Regions from separate parts of the Mus musculus genome. Here region 2 is linked to region 1. The links are chromatin contacts, called in public Hi-C maps. All regions are on one chromosome and are shown on one strand. Each heading gives the region's core, a stretch centred on a gene start, on an enhancer-like site or on the middle of the called end of the contact. The rest is flanking DNA. Distances are from core to core; before and after follow the strand shown.

Region 1 (6,175 bases), core at 3,152-5,651:
ACCTCCCTCAGCCCGCTTTACCATCCCCTCCACCTGAAACCCTCTGTACCTTAATATCTCAAACTAGCAAGGCACTCACACAGCACTGCCCACTGGAGTTGACCGTGTCTCCTGATGTGCTCAGTTCAACCCCAGACACCCAAGCCTGGCATTCCTGAAATTTTATTCAGAGGCATCTAGGAGACTGGCAAAGAATTCACCAGCATTTACACCTGAAAAACTCTATTGTCCCCCACCCATTCAAGCAGCCTTCTTCTGCCCACGTCTCCAGGCTTCTCTGGTGAATCACATCCCAGTTTATAGCCTACATATCCGCTGATACAAAGCATACGTGTCTCCCTGTGCACACACTGAACCCAGGTCTCTCAGGTATCTACCTGCCTGGTACAGCCTCCGTCTCATTCCAGAAAGTCTTTCCAAAATATTTGCTGTGCTAAACAGGGTTCACATAGTGGGAGGAAGGGAAGCTGAAGCCAGCCTTGTTTAAATGGGTTGCGTCAATGTTACCCATTTCACTCACAGGAATTCTGTTTGGCAACTGCGAGGAATGGCACAACAGAGAAGTGTGAGCTAACTAACCAGAAGTTCGCTCTCCAAAGTTTCAGCAGGGTTATAAAATTAAAGAAAACTCACAGAACTCAGGATAGTCACACTGCAGCAACGCAGGCAATCACCACAGACCCCTCTGAACAGGAGAAGTCTCCCTGAAAGAGCAGGTCACAGCATAGAGAGCAAGGCAGGAAAACTAAATCCCCAAAGAGAAGTCGTAGCTCATCCAAAAAGGAAACAAACACAAGGAGCCTCCAGACAGGAGCACTCCTGGAAGATGCCTCAGGCAGAAGGCAGCTGTGAATGGAGGTCCTGGACCGTCACGTCACCCGGGGTTCCTTCTCCTGTAAGTGAATGTGCCCCTTCTCCCGTGTGAGAATGTGCCGAGAGCTTCCGGGCAGCTCGGAACCACTTAATTAGAATGGGTTTTTCATTAGCTGGATCGCCCCTTGTGTGAGGCAAATCTTGTACTCTTCCTTCGGAGTGAATCAGAAGCCAGAATATACCCTTGAGCAGCGGTCACCAGATAAAGCCCCACAACAGCCCGAGAAAGAGTGGCCTTAAGAGTGAGGGGAGCGGTAGAAGCCGAAATTAGAAGAGGAAATGTAGTAGACAGAACCCGAGGAGAGGCCTCCGTGAAGCTGCCCAAGCCTTCACAGAAACAAACATGCTTCTTCCAGAAGCAGAGATGAGTCGGGCTGAGCAAAAGTGGGCGGGAAGGCAGGAGTTTGCAAATGGTATGGAAACAGGTGCCATCAGGAACAAAAACTGAAACAGAAAAGTTAAAACAAAACAAAACACCTAAATGTTAAATATCACAGAGGAAGCTTGGAGGACAAAATGCAGGAAGTAAGGGGCAGACGGGCTGGGGGGGGGGGGGGATGCTGCAGGCAGCCCCATGAGGCAGGTAGCTACGTTAAGATCTCAAGACCTAGGCTCATAGTCTGAAAACATCCACCAAGACCAGAGTTCTTGACCAGAGTTCTTGAGACAGGACAAAGGGACAAGCACATAGTCAACATTTGGTGTTTTAGAAGAGAGACTCCTTGTAAGAAAGAAAGAAAGAAAGAGAGAGAGAGAGAGGGAGAGAGAGAGAGAGAGAGAGAGAGAGAGAGAGAGAGAGAGAGAGAAGAGAAGAGAAGAGAAGAGAAGAGAAGAGAAGAGAAGAGAAGAGAAGAGAAGAGAAGAGAAGAGAAGAGAAGAGAAGAGAAGAGAAGAGAAGAGAAGAGAAGAGAAGGGCTGAGGTCTTCACACCAGGAAATAAGTTTGGGTGTAAGGGAAAATGTATACTCACAAATGGTATGTTCTATGGAAATTTTATTTGTTAAAAAACTTTTGGAAAAACAATCGGACCTGCAAATCTTAATTAAATGCTAAAAGTATGCCTTGTTGTTTAAACTACAAAGAATACAAACAGAAATCAAAATTAAAGCTTCAAATACAGAATTTAAAAACCAAAAGCCAATAGATAATAAAACTCCAAGTATGGAAATGAATGGCTGACAGTTCTAAGCAGAGTCACAGCAAAGGTCATGGCAAGCAGCTTCCCTGTGACAGACCAGTTTATTCCTTTAAACACTGTATCTGCAGCTTCCTGAAGACGATACATTCCACCTCCAGTAGTGAGAAGTTGTCTATAAAGTTCATATATTTCATGCATTCTTTTAAGAACTGGAGAATGCAGAGATCTGAAAATAAAAGAATTGACCACTCAAAACCTAAATATATGTCTAAATAACTACCATGAAAACGCTTAGAAAATGTCAATGTCAAAAAATAGCCCTTGGAAAAAAAAGGATGTATTGTTGAAAAGTTAATAATAAAGTGCCCATTGATATAATACAGTGGTTCAAACCAGACTTGGTGAGGTAGTTTGAATGATCCCCATAGGCTCAGAGTGACTGCCACAACTAGGAGGCATGGCCTTGTTGGAGTGGGTGTGGTTTTGTTGGAGTGGGTGTGGCATTAGTGAAGTGGGTGTGGCCTTGTAGGAGTGGGTGCAGCTTTGTTGGAAGAAGTGTTTCACTGAGTTGGGCTTTGAGATTTCAGATGCTTGAGATAGGCCCATGGTCTATCTGTCTCTGTCTCTGTTTCTGTCTCTGTCTCTGTCTCTGTCTCTCTGTCTTTCTCATATATATATATCCTGCCTGCCAATCCAGATGTGGAATTCTTGGCTTCTTCTCCAGCATCATATCTGCCTATGTTGCCAAGCTTCCCACTGTGATGCTAATAGGACTAAAACTATGAACCTGTAAGCTAGCTCCAATGTTTTTCTTTATAAGAGTTGCCATGGTCTTTCTTCACAGCAATAGAAACCCTAAGTAACCTGATACATAATACTAGACACATAATAATAATAATAATAATAATAATAATAATAATAATAATAGTAATAATGGTCTAGGCCCAGATCCAACTGTAGATCTCAGGGACTGTTTGAACATAGTGTTACAAGGCCTCTTGTAGTCACATTACTCTTTCTGTATGAGGGCTCATAGTGGCACTTATCATATGGTGTAATGATAGCAACTACATAAGTCAATGAACAAAAATCACTGATTTATTTTACAAACTCCAGTTCTAGTAGAGTAAAATGCATACAGAACTTTGAAGTGCCTAATGTCCAGGGCCCGTGAGCATGAGACCCACAGTGGGAGACCAGAGAGGAAGTGTCCTACTTCCAAGCTGCTCAGCGCACATCGCAGGCAAAAGGCCCCAATTCTTCCAAGCACCACAGAATCACCTCTCGAGCTTCTAAATCTGCACTAGGGCCCACCTAGAGATGGATAAGATACACGTCTCTCGGGAGGAAACTGAGCCCACAGTGTTTTTAAGCTTCCAGGTGATTCCAATAAATAACCAGCTCGGGGGGGGGGGGGGGGGGCACTGTTCGAGGACAGGGGATGCTCACGCTGACTGTGGCTGTGGGCCTCTGCTGACCATCTCTAACTCTCTCATCTTGGGGAAGAATGCTAGACTCTTTTTTTTTTTTTTGTCTTGCCCTTTGCTACTTGATTTCCCTCTGAGGAAAATCCTTCTCTCTGCTAATCTTTCCTTCTGAGATGTAGCAAACCTGGACCATCCCTCAATGCTTTAGCTATAGGTCATCCGACATCCCACAAAGCTGGAAATACAAGGGAATTCCAGTGGGAGATTTTAGAGAGGGGGGGGTGGAGAGAGAGAGGAGGCAGGGGAGGTGGGTTGTGCATTTTACTGGTGCCAACATTCCAGATATGGGTGGGTTTTGGAGAGGATATATGCACAGCAGTATGGGTGGGTTTTGGAGAGGATATATGCTCAGCAGTATGGGTGGGTTTTGGAGAGGATATATGCACAGCAGTATGGGTGGGTTTTGAAGAGAATATATGCACAGCAGTATGGGTGGGTTTTGGAGAGGATATATGCACAGCAGTATGGGTGGGTTTTGGAGAGGATATATGCACAGCAGTATGGGTGGGTTTTGAAGAGAATATATGCACAGCAGTATGGGTGGGTTTTGGAGAGGATATATGCACAGCAGTACGAGGTTATGGTTTGTTTGGACTGGGTGGCACTGAAGGCAGATGTGCCTGTTAGGCCAAGGAGCTTGGCCCCTGACTGGAGACAGGGTCATGCAGCAAATGTCTTTTCCAGACAGCAAAGCTGCAAGCAAGGATCGATGTTCAGACCCTTTCAAATCCCTAAAACTGAAGAAATAACTGATTGGATTCCACCATTTCTTTCTCCCATCCCATCACAATTTCCACCCCATGTTTGCAGGAATGTTTGGGCAGTAACTTCAGCTCTGTCTCTAGTCAAAGGCAGCTTGGGCAGTCTGGGAGAGGGTTTTTAAGCTAATGACTCATGCCAAGAGATGAGTCAGACACAGACACAGCCATGGCCAGGACAAGCCAAGAAGGGCAGGGACAAACGTGTCCCCCGAAGACAGACACGCCAATCCATTCAGCAAACATTTCACATCCTGTCACCAACATGGCTGCCAGGGCACACAGGAGGGACAGAGAGTGGCGGGGATGTAATGCTAGCCAATTCCTGACACTGCAGCCCCCTCCCTTCTGGCTCTGATCACCATTACATCCTGGGTTTTGAATGACCCTATAAAAATGTCCAGAGTGAAAGACAGATTCAGAAACTGAGGAAACATTATCCTAATGGCGCTCCTTTAACATCCTCCACGCTCCGTCTTCGGCCCTCCCCCCAGGTCCTACCACCCCCAGCCCATCCCCAATCCCCAGGTCTGGCCAGGCAGAGGATTTATGAGCTGTAAGTTCTGTTTTTCTACATTGATGGAAATCACTGGCAAGCATTTCCACTGGGCAGAACCCCATCCAAAGAGTCAAATATCTAGGCACCCAGCTGAGCTCCAGAGGTCTGCATTTATGAAGCTGATCGATGTGCCCTGTGGCCATAAACCATCTTCTATTTACCTATGACAGCACAGTATTTGAGTTCATAAAAGGATGATTTTTTCCCCTAACTTCCTACGCCTGGAAGGCCCCAGCTTCTCTTTACTAGGGGCTCACATACCAGGTGCACACAGTGTTTAAATGAATAAAGCCAGTTGCAGGCTTCTCTCACTCTTGAGATGAAGGAATTTAAGGGGACCTAATGGGACCCTGATCAAGATGCCACAGATTCCCAGGGATGTCATACATAGTGGGAAAATATATGCCTACTGTCCTGCATAATACCGATGGCACCTGAAGCCCCTATTGGTTTCTTCATGGATTCACAGACACCTCCCTCCCTGTGAGACAGAAGGAAGTAAGTTTTCCCAACAGCACCAAATCCCCAGGATAGAGTGAACAACTGTCTTTCAGGTTGGCCTGGTGCCGAAGGACACTGAGGTTGGAGTCTAAGGGAAGTGGAGGGATTAGAGCAGGAACTGGAGCCTTCAATGGGAGGCTAGCTTTTTGCCCTTTCAGGAAGGGTAGTCGTGTGGGTTGGTACCGATTTTATCCCACAGAAACCATCGCACACTCACACAGGTCCTCATTATCTGGGATTAGGGGAGGCAGAGTTATTTCTCTTAGAAAAACTGGGGTTAGGAATACAGGTAAACTGAGAAAATGCGGCAGTATCCAGGCACTGTGCACCACTGTGCAGTGATGACACAAGCATACATCTAGATACAGTTCAAAGGAAGTCTGGCTGGTTCTTTCATTTTGACACTCATTGGTTCTAAGGATCACTAAATCGATAGAATCCAGAGGACAGAAAAACCCAGCAAAGCACTAAAACCTGCCCTAGGGTCACAGAGCCCCAGGATGGGACTGAAAGGCGTCCCCTCCTCCTTCCTACTACTGGATATGTGCCTTAAGGAACATGGCTGTTCTTTTTCTTATTTCTCCAGCTCCGTCTCTCTCTGTCTCTGTCACTCTATCTTTGTCTCTCTGTCTCTCTTTCACTGTCTCTCTCTTTCTTCCCTCCCTCTCTCCTCCCGCTCTAACTCTCCCACTATGTTACTGTGTTGACCTCCAGAGACCCTCCTGGCACAACCTCCTACACACTACATTTATAAGATATTATCAAGCAGCAGTAAGCACATAGCTTGAATATCACAGAACAGCACCTATGAGTATTGGTGCCAGGTACATCATTTTTACTATTGATTATGGCTCAATGC
Region 2 (5,842 bases), core at 1,776-4,275, 200 kb before region 1:
CCAGTTTGGTATCGTTGGGATAGCAAATGAAAGTCAGCATGGGTGGCACTACCTAGCAGAGGCCTCAGCACAAGTCAGCAGGAGTGACCAGAGCCAACAGGAATACCAGGAAATGTTCTCACCTGTGTCTCTCTCAGTGAAGTGAAGATCAGTGAAGACAAGAGACCCACAGTCATTGCACAGCTAGCTCTGTAGGCAAGCCTGGGTCAGCCGCAGTCACTGGCCATCAAGCTCTATTTATACTCTCTCCAAACATCACGTGTCCTCCACAGGTCTTGCCTCAGCCTGTGCATCTGTCTCAGCTGACTTCACTCTGCCAATCAACTCAAGTTTGTGGAAGCCACAAGAAACTGCAGCGCACCACCAGAAGTTTTTGGTTCCTTTCTCTCTATGAAGTCCTGACTACACAATGTAAGATGGACCAATACAAGCATGTGGTTAATGAAGAATCCTTCACCATGTGTCCTTTCACGTGCTTGCTTTAGCAGAACATCCTTTCTCCTATGTCTGCTTCAGGAAAACATTCCTTCATGGATCTGCCTTAGTCTTTCACCTGTGCCCACTTCAGGAAAACACTCCTTCACGTGTTTGCTCCAGAGAAATACCACCCAACACAACTGATTTGCCAAAGAACCCTTAAGTTTCCACTTCAGGGAGATGTTGACTTTAGGGGTTCCCAGTCCCCTGGGAACATTTTCACCAACCTGCAAGGATGTGTTCAAATATTTCCCCATGGTGAACTGGGCGTCAGCCTGGTTTTTACAGCTCTCAGGTTCTTAGTGTCCTAAACCAATTTGAAGCAGGAAATAAATATAATTATGAAACAGCAAATATCCCTTACACTCCACCCAGGTCCAGAAGAGCTAACGAACCTTGTACACTAGTGGAAACAAGCAAAAGAGAATGCAGTATTTTGTTTACACTGCCCTGTTACCCCCAAAGCATAAAGGCCCTAGATAGATAGCCTTGAACGATTCTCATCGGGGTAGAATGGAGAATACTGAACTTTAGATCTCTTTATCTTTCTACAGTCCAATAATTTCCTTCTTCCTCAGTTATACTGCCCCAGGCTGAGTTATGGTCCAGGACTCCAGGGCATAGCCCAAGCCCAAGGCCAAGAAGGTAGTTACAGTACTCTAGATCCACTGGGTAGAAAAATGCACCCAAGCCACAGAGTGATCCATCTGCCCCTCCAAAACATTTTCTGCTAGGAATCTCTGTCTAAACCAGTAACAGTCTGGTCTACACACAAAGTGGGCAGCATGCTCTGAGCAGACCTGCTGGGAATGTGCAGAGTACTCTTGCTTCCAGTTGTTATTCCGAGTGATTAGACAAACTGCCAGACTCTGAACAAAGCAGTCGGCATTCATTAGCAAGGCACTTGCTGGAGATTCCATAATTCTCCGCTTGAGACAGTAGCCCCAGCCTTATGAATTCAAAAGGGAAGAGCTGTGTTTTTGGCACAAATTGGTCGAGTTTCAAGATTTCTGTGATAGACCCCTGCACAATCATAATGTTGGGCTGAAAGAAATGTGTTTCCAATAAGCAGTATTTACTGGGGTTTAACAGTGTTGTAATGGTTACCTGTCTATTAGATGGTAGTCAAAGCTAAGGAAATGTGTTTTTAATAACCAATTGGCATTTCAAATACAGAAGATAACTGCCATGTGAAATCTGAGCCTGGATCCAACCCACACTTCAAACTTGTTCTTGAGAGTTCATTCACGAGGCTGAGACATAGGTGATCGGGCACTGTGCAAAGGATATCAAAAGGCTTAGAGTTTTGATTCCTCCCTCATGTACGTTCTCAAATTTTCTCTTTTCCTTCTCCCTTTTCCCTCGTTCCTGCCTAGTAGTTATTTTAATACTCCTTTTGTAATATCTCATTGGATTCAATTCTCTCCATGTGAAAAAAATCAGAATTATCCTTAGCTCTTTTAACTCCTTTCTACAGAAGTAGGTGGGGAGAAGTGGTGGGGTTTCTTTAGAGCCAGTGCTTTCTATTGCTTTGCAACAATAGTTTCAGCCACTTGCTCCCTAAACCATCTTAAAAGCAGCCATTCTCCAAAGGTGCCCCAGGCATTCCTCACTGTCTCTTGCATACGTGCATTTTATCTAATCTTCATAAAACACTCGCTCGGTGCCCGTGCCACAAAAATCAAATGCTCAAGCCTTGTGCCAATGCTTTCTAGGAATTATAGGTCAGAGAGGAATGAGGTTCAGCTAAATCATAATGACAGTGGACAAACACCGTTCCCAGGGGTCTGCAAGAAGCTGTTGCCCAACACAGAGCCAGCTGGTGGGGACTACAGGAAGCCCCAAAAAGGCTGCTGTGTCAGAACTGTCGCCTAGTGTTAACAGCACTGAGGACGCTCTTCTCTTGTGTGCCTCTTAGCTCATAAGACACATGACCTGACCATTGCCATCCTCAGTCTTTTCACCATACATGCATTATCCATCTGCCTAGAACGTCCTTTCCTTTCCCTTCTCAATGGCTATGTCCTGCTCATACGATGTAGTTCAGCTCCCATCAAAAGGAGTCACATAAACATCTTCTCATTCATTTTTATGCCCTCCCAGGATCATACGGTGCCCAGACCTTCTCATTCTCTTGAATAGTTTCTAGTGTTCCTTAAGCACCAGGGGCACTCTAGAATGACCCTGCGAATATAATGGTTCCTGTCTGACTTGCCCTAAGAGGAGTGCCTCCCCATGAAGGTTGGAGTTCTCACAGGGATCTCAGAATATCGCAAGAGCAGGAAGGAGTGTCCAGAACACCTCTGGAGCTCAGCTTAGAAAAGAATTTAAATCGAACTTTGGCAATGATATGCAGCACCCTCAGTCATATGGTCTAATGTGGTATTTGGCATGCAATTAACTACAGCCTTGCCAGCCCTGCAGCAAGGCAGATAATGGGGAGAAGCCTGAGGCAGGAGGAATGCTGCTGTTGCTAATGTTGCTTCAAAGCCTCTTAGGAAAGAGCTCATTATGAGCATGCTCCTAACTCCCTGCCTCTGCCAAGTGTCAAACTTCATTAAGGGGGTGGAGGAAGATCAGTTGCAGAGCAGTGCTAGTCTGGGCCAAGCCTGTGCATATGTGTGTGGGGTGCTCCCCATGCGCCCCCCCCCCCCGAGGGGGGGCTGACCAGGACACAGTTAGCAATTCCTCAACTGCAGTTGAACTTGACAGGCTGTGAGCTTCTTGCCCAATTGATCCATGCAACACGTGCACATTTTGAAAAGTGGAGATGTGTTGAGAGGTGGTTCAGTACTTCATTGAAATTTCTGATTGAATTGCTTACCATAGTGCCCTCTCCTCCTGGGCAATTCCCATGGCCTCATGGCAGTACTCTTGCTTGCTTTAAAATTCTTGTTTGTTGGAAGCAGTTTCTTCTGTTAGCAATGATGGTGATGATCTTGCACATTAGAACACCTTTGAAGAAAGAGTATTCAGCTTTCTGATTTTTTTGTTTTGTTTTGTTTTTCTTTTTTGTTTTGTTTTTCTTTTTGTTTGTTTCTTTTGAGTTTTTTTTTTAAATTGTTTTTGGGATTCTTTTTGAACACTCATGTTAAATGACTGAGTTTCAGGCCTATTAAAAAATCATGAAATTAGACACTATCATGCCACTTATTATACTAAAAGAAACAGATTCAGGAAGAACAAAGTGTTCCTGAGGGTCCCTCAGGTGGGGACCCCAATAGATTTCTCACCTCAACCATTGCACCTCACAGTATAGATCCTGGTAATGTCTGAGGAATGGTCTAGACACAGAGAAATATATGAGTCAAATACTCTTTTTTTTCTCTTTTTTTTAATTAGGTATTTTCCTCGTTTACATTTCCAATGCTATCCCAAAAGTCCCCCATACTCACCCCCCCAATCCCCTACCCACCCACTCCCCGTTTTGGCCCTGGCATTCCCCTGTACTGGGGCATATAAAGTTTGCAAGTCTAAAGGGCCTCTCTTTCCAGTGATGGCTGACTAGGCCATCTTTTGATACATATGCAGCTAGAGACAAGAGCTCCGGGGTACTGGTTAGTTCATATTGTTGTTCCACCTATAGGGTTGCAGTTCCCTTTAGCTCTTTGGGTACTTTCTCTAGCTCCTCCATTGGGGACCATGTGACCCATCCAATAGCTGACTGTGAGCATCTACTTCTGTGTTTGCTAGGCCCTGGCATAGTCTCACAAGAGACAGCTATATCTGGGTCCTTTCAGCAAAATCTTTCTAGTGTATGCAATGGTGTCAGCATTTGGAAGCTGATTATGGGATGGATCCCTGGATATGGCAATCACTAGATGGTCCATCTTTTCGTCACAGCTCCAAATTTTGTCTCTGTAACTCCTTCCATGGGTGTTTTGTTCCCATTTCTAAGAAGGGGCAAAGTGTCCACACTTTGGTCTTCATTCTTCTTGAGTTTCATGCGTTTAGCAAATTGTATCTTATATCTTGGGTATCCTAAGTTTCTGGGCTAATATCCACTTATCAGTGAGTACATATTGTTCGAGTTCCTTTGTGATTGGGTTACCTCACTCAGGATGATGCCCTCCAGGTCCATCCATTTGCCTAGGAATTTCATAAATTCATTCTTTTTAATAGCTGTGTAGTACTCCATTGTGTAAATGTACCACATTTTCTGTATCCATTCCTCTGTTGAGGGGCAATAGCCAAATACTCTTTTTAAAATCTAAAATTTTAACATAGTCACGGACAAGAGCATAGATTAGAATATGACATACCAGCAAGCAACACAACCTGCTGAACATGGCTTCCAGGATGGGCTATATACATCTCTTGAAAGATATCTCTAAGGGTGGATTCTTTACAGTTACACACTCAAGCTTCTCATTGGTTTAAAATGACCATGTTTTTGTAATTTGACATAATATATAGTTTTATAGATTTTGTGTTTCGTACTAAAGTTTATTGCTTGATTCTTAAGATCTTATGCCTAAGAAGGGGCAAAGTGTCCACACTTTGATCTTCGTTCTTCTTGAGTTTCATGGGTTTTGCAAATTGTATCTTATATCTTGGGTATTATAAGTTTGTGGGCTAATATCCACTTATTAGTGATAACTCAGTACATATCATGTGAGTTCTTTTGTGATTGGGTTACCTCACTCAGGATGATGCTCTCCAGGTCCATCCATTTGCCTAGGAATTTCGTAAATTCATTCTTTTTAATAGCTGAGTAGTACTCCATTGTGTAAATGTACCACATTTTCTGTATCCATTCCTCTGTTGAGGGGCATCTGGGTATTTTCCAGCTTCTGGCTATTATAAATAAGGCTGCTATGAACATAGTGGAGCATGTGTCCTTCTTACCGGTTGGAACATCTTCTGGATATATGCCCAGGAGAGGTATTGCGAGATCCTCCGGTAGTACTATGTCCAATTTTTTGAGGAACCGCCAGACTGATTTCCAGAGTGGTTGTACAAGCTTGCAATCCCACCAGCAATGGAGGAGTGTTCCTCTTTCTCCACATCCTCGCCAGCATCTGCTGTCACCTGAATTTTTGATCTTAGCCATTCTGGCTGGTGTGAGATGGAATCTCAGGGTTGTTTTGATTTGCATTTCTCTGATGATTAAGGATATTGAACATTTTTTCAGGTGTTTCTCAGCCTTTCGGTATTCCTCGGGTGAGAATTCTTTGTTCAGCTCTGAGACCCATCTTTTAAGGGGGTTATTTGATTTTCTGGAGTCCACCCTCTTGAGTTCTTTATATATATTGGATATTAGTCCCCTATCTGATTTAAGATAGGTAAAGATCCTTTCCCAATCTGTTTGTGGCCTTTTTGTCTTATTGACGGTGTCTTCTGCCTTACAGAAGCTTTGCAATTT

What was found. Hi-C and Micro-C count contacts between places; a contact is called where the count stands out from the background.
Region 2: a Hi-C map of the N1E-115 cell line shows a contact between it and region 1, with 1.7 times the contacts expected there. The contact joins two enhancer-like sites. A contact is called at or near these places in 1 of 484 Hi-C or Micro-C datasets (the N1E-115 cell line) and 1 of 9 other capture datasets (embryonic stem cells).

What each region holds. Positions count from the first base shown.
Region 1 is chr11:64,467,222-64,473,396 of GRCm38.p6, reverse strand. All of the region lies in intron 1 of Hs3st3a1 (heparan sulfate (glucosamine) 3-O-sulfotransferase 3A1), which reads right to left. Among named protein-coding and RNA genes, the nearest start is that of F930015N05Rik, 34 kb to the right of the region's middle. Within about 2 kb of position 4,401, at least 33 of the 459 cell types and tissues checked have an H3K27ac peak or open chromatin away from gene starts, as enhancers often do. A contact at or near this core is called in the N1E-115 cell line, where this site is marked.
Region 2 is chr11:64,669,239-64,675,080 of GRCm38.p6, reverse strand. The region is part of intron 3 of Gm30305 (a long non-coding RNA gene); the gene reads left to right. Among named protein-coding and RNA genes, the nearest start is that of Gm30305, 47 kb to the left of the region's middle. Within about 2 kb of position 3,025, at least 14 of the 459 cell types and tissues checked have an H3K27ac peak or open chromatin away from gene starts, as enhancers often do. A contact at or near this core is called in the N1E-115 cell line, where this site is marked.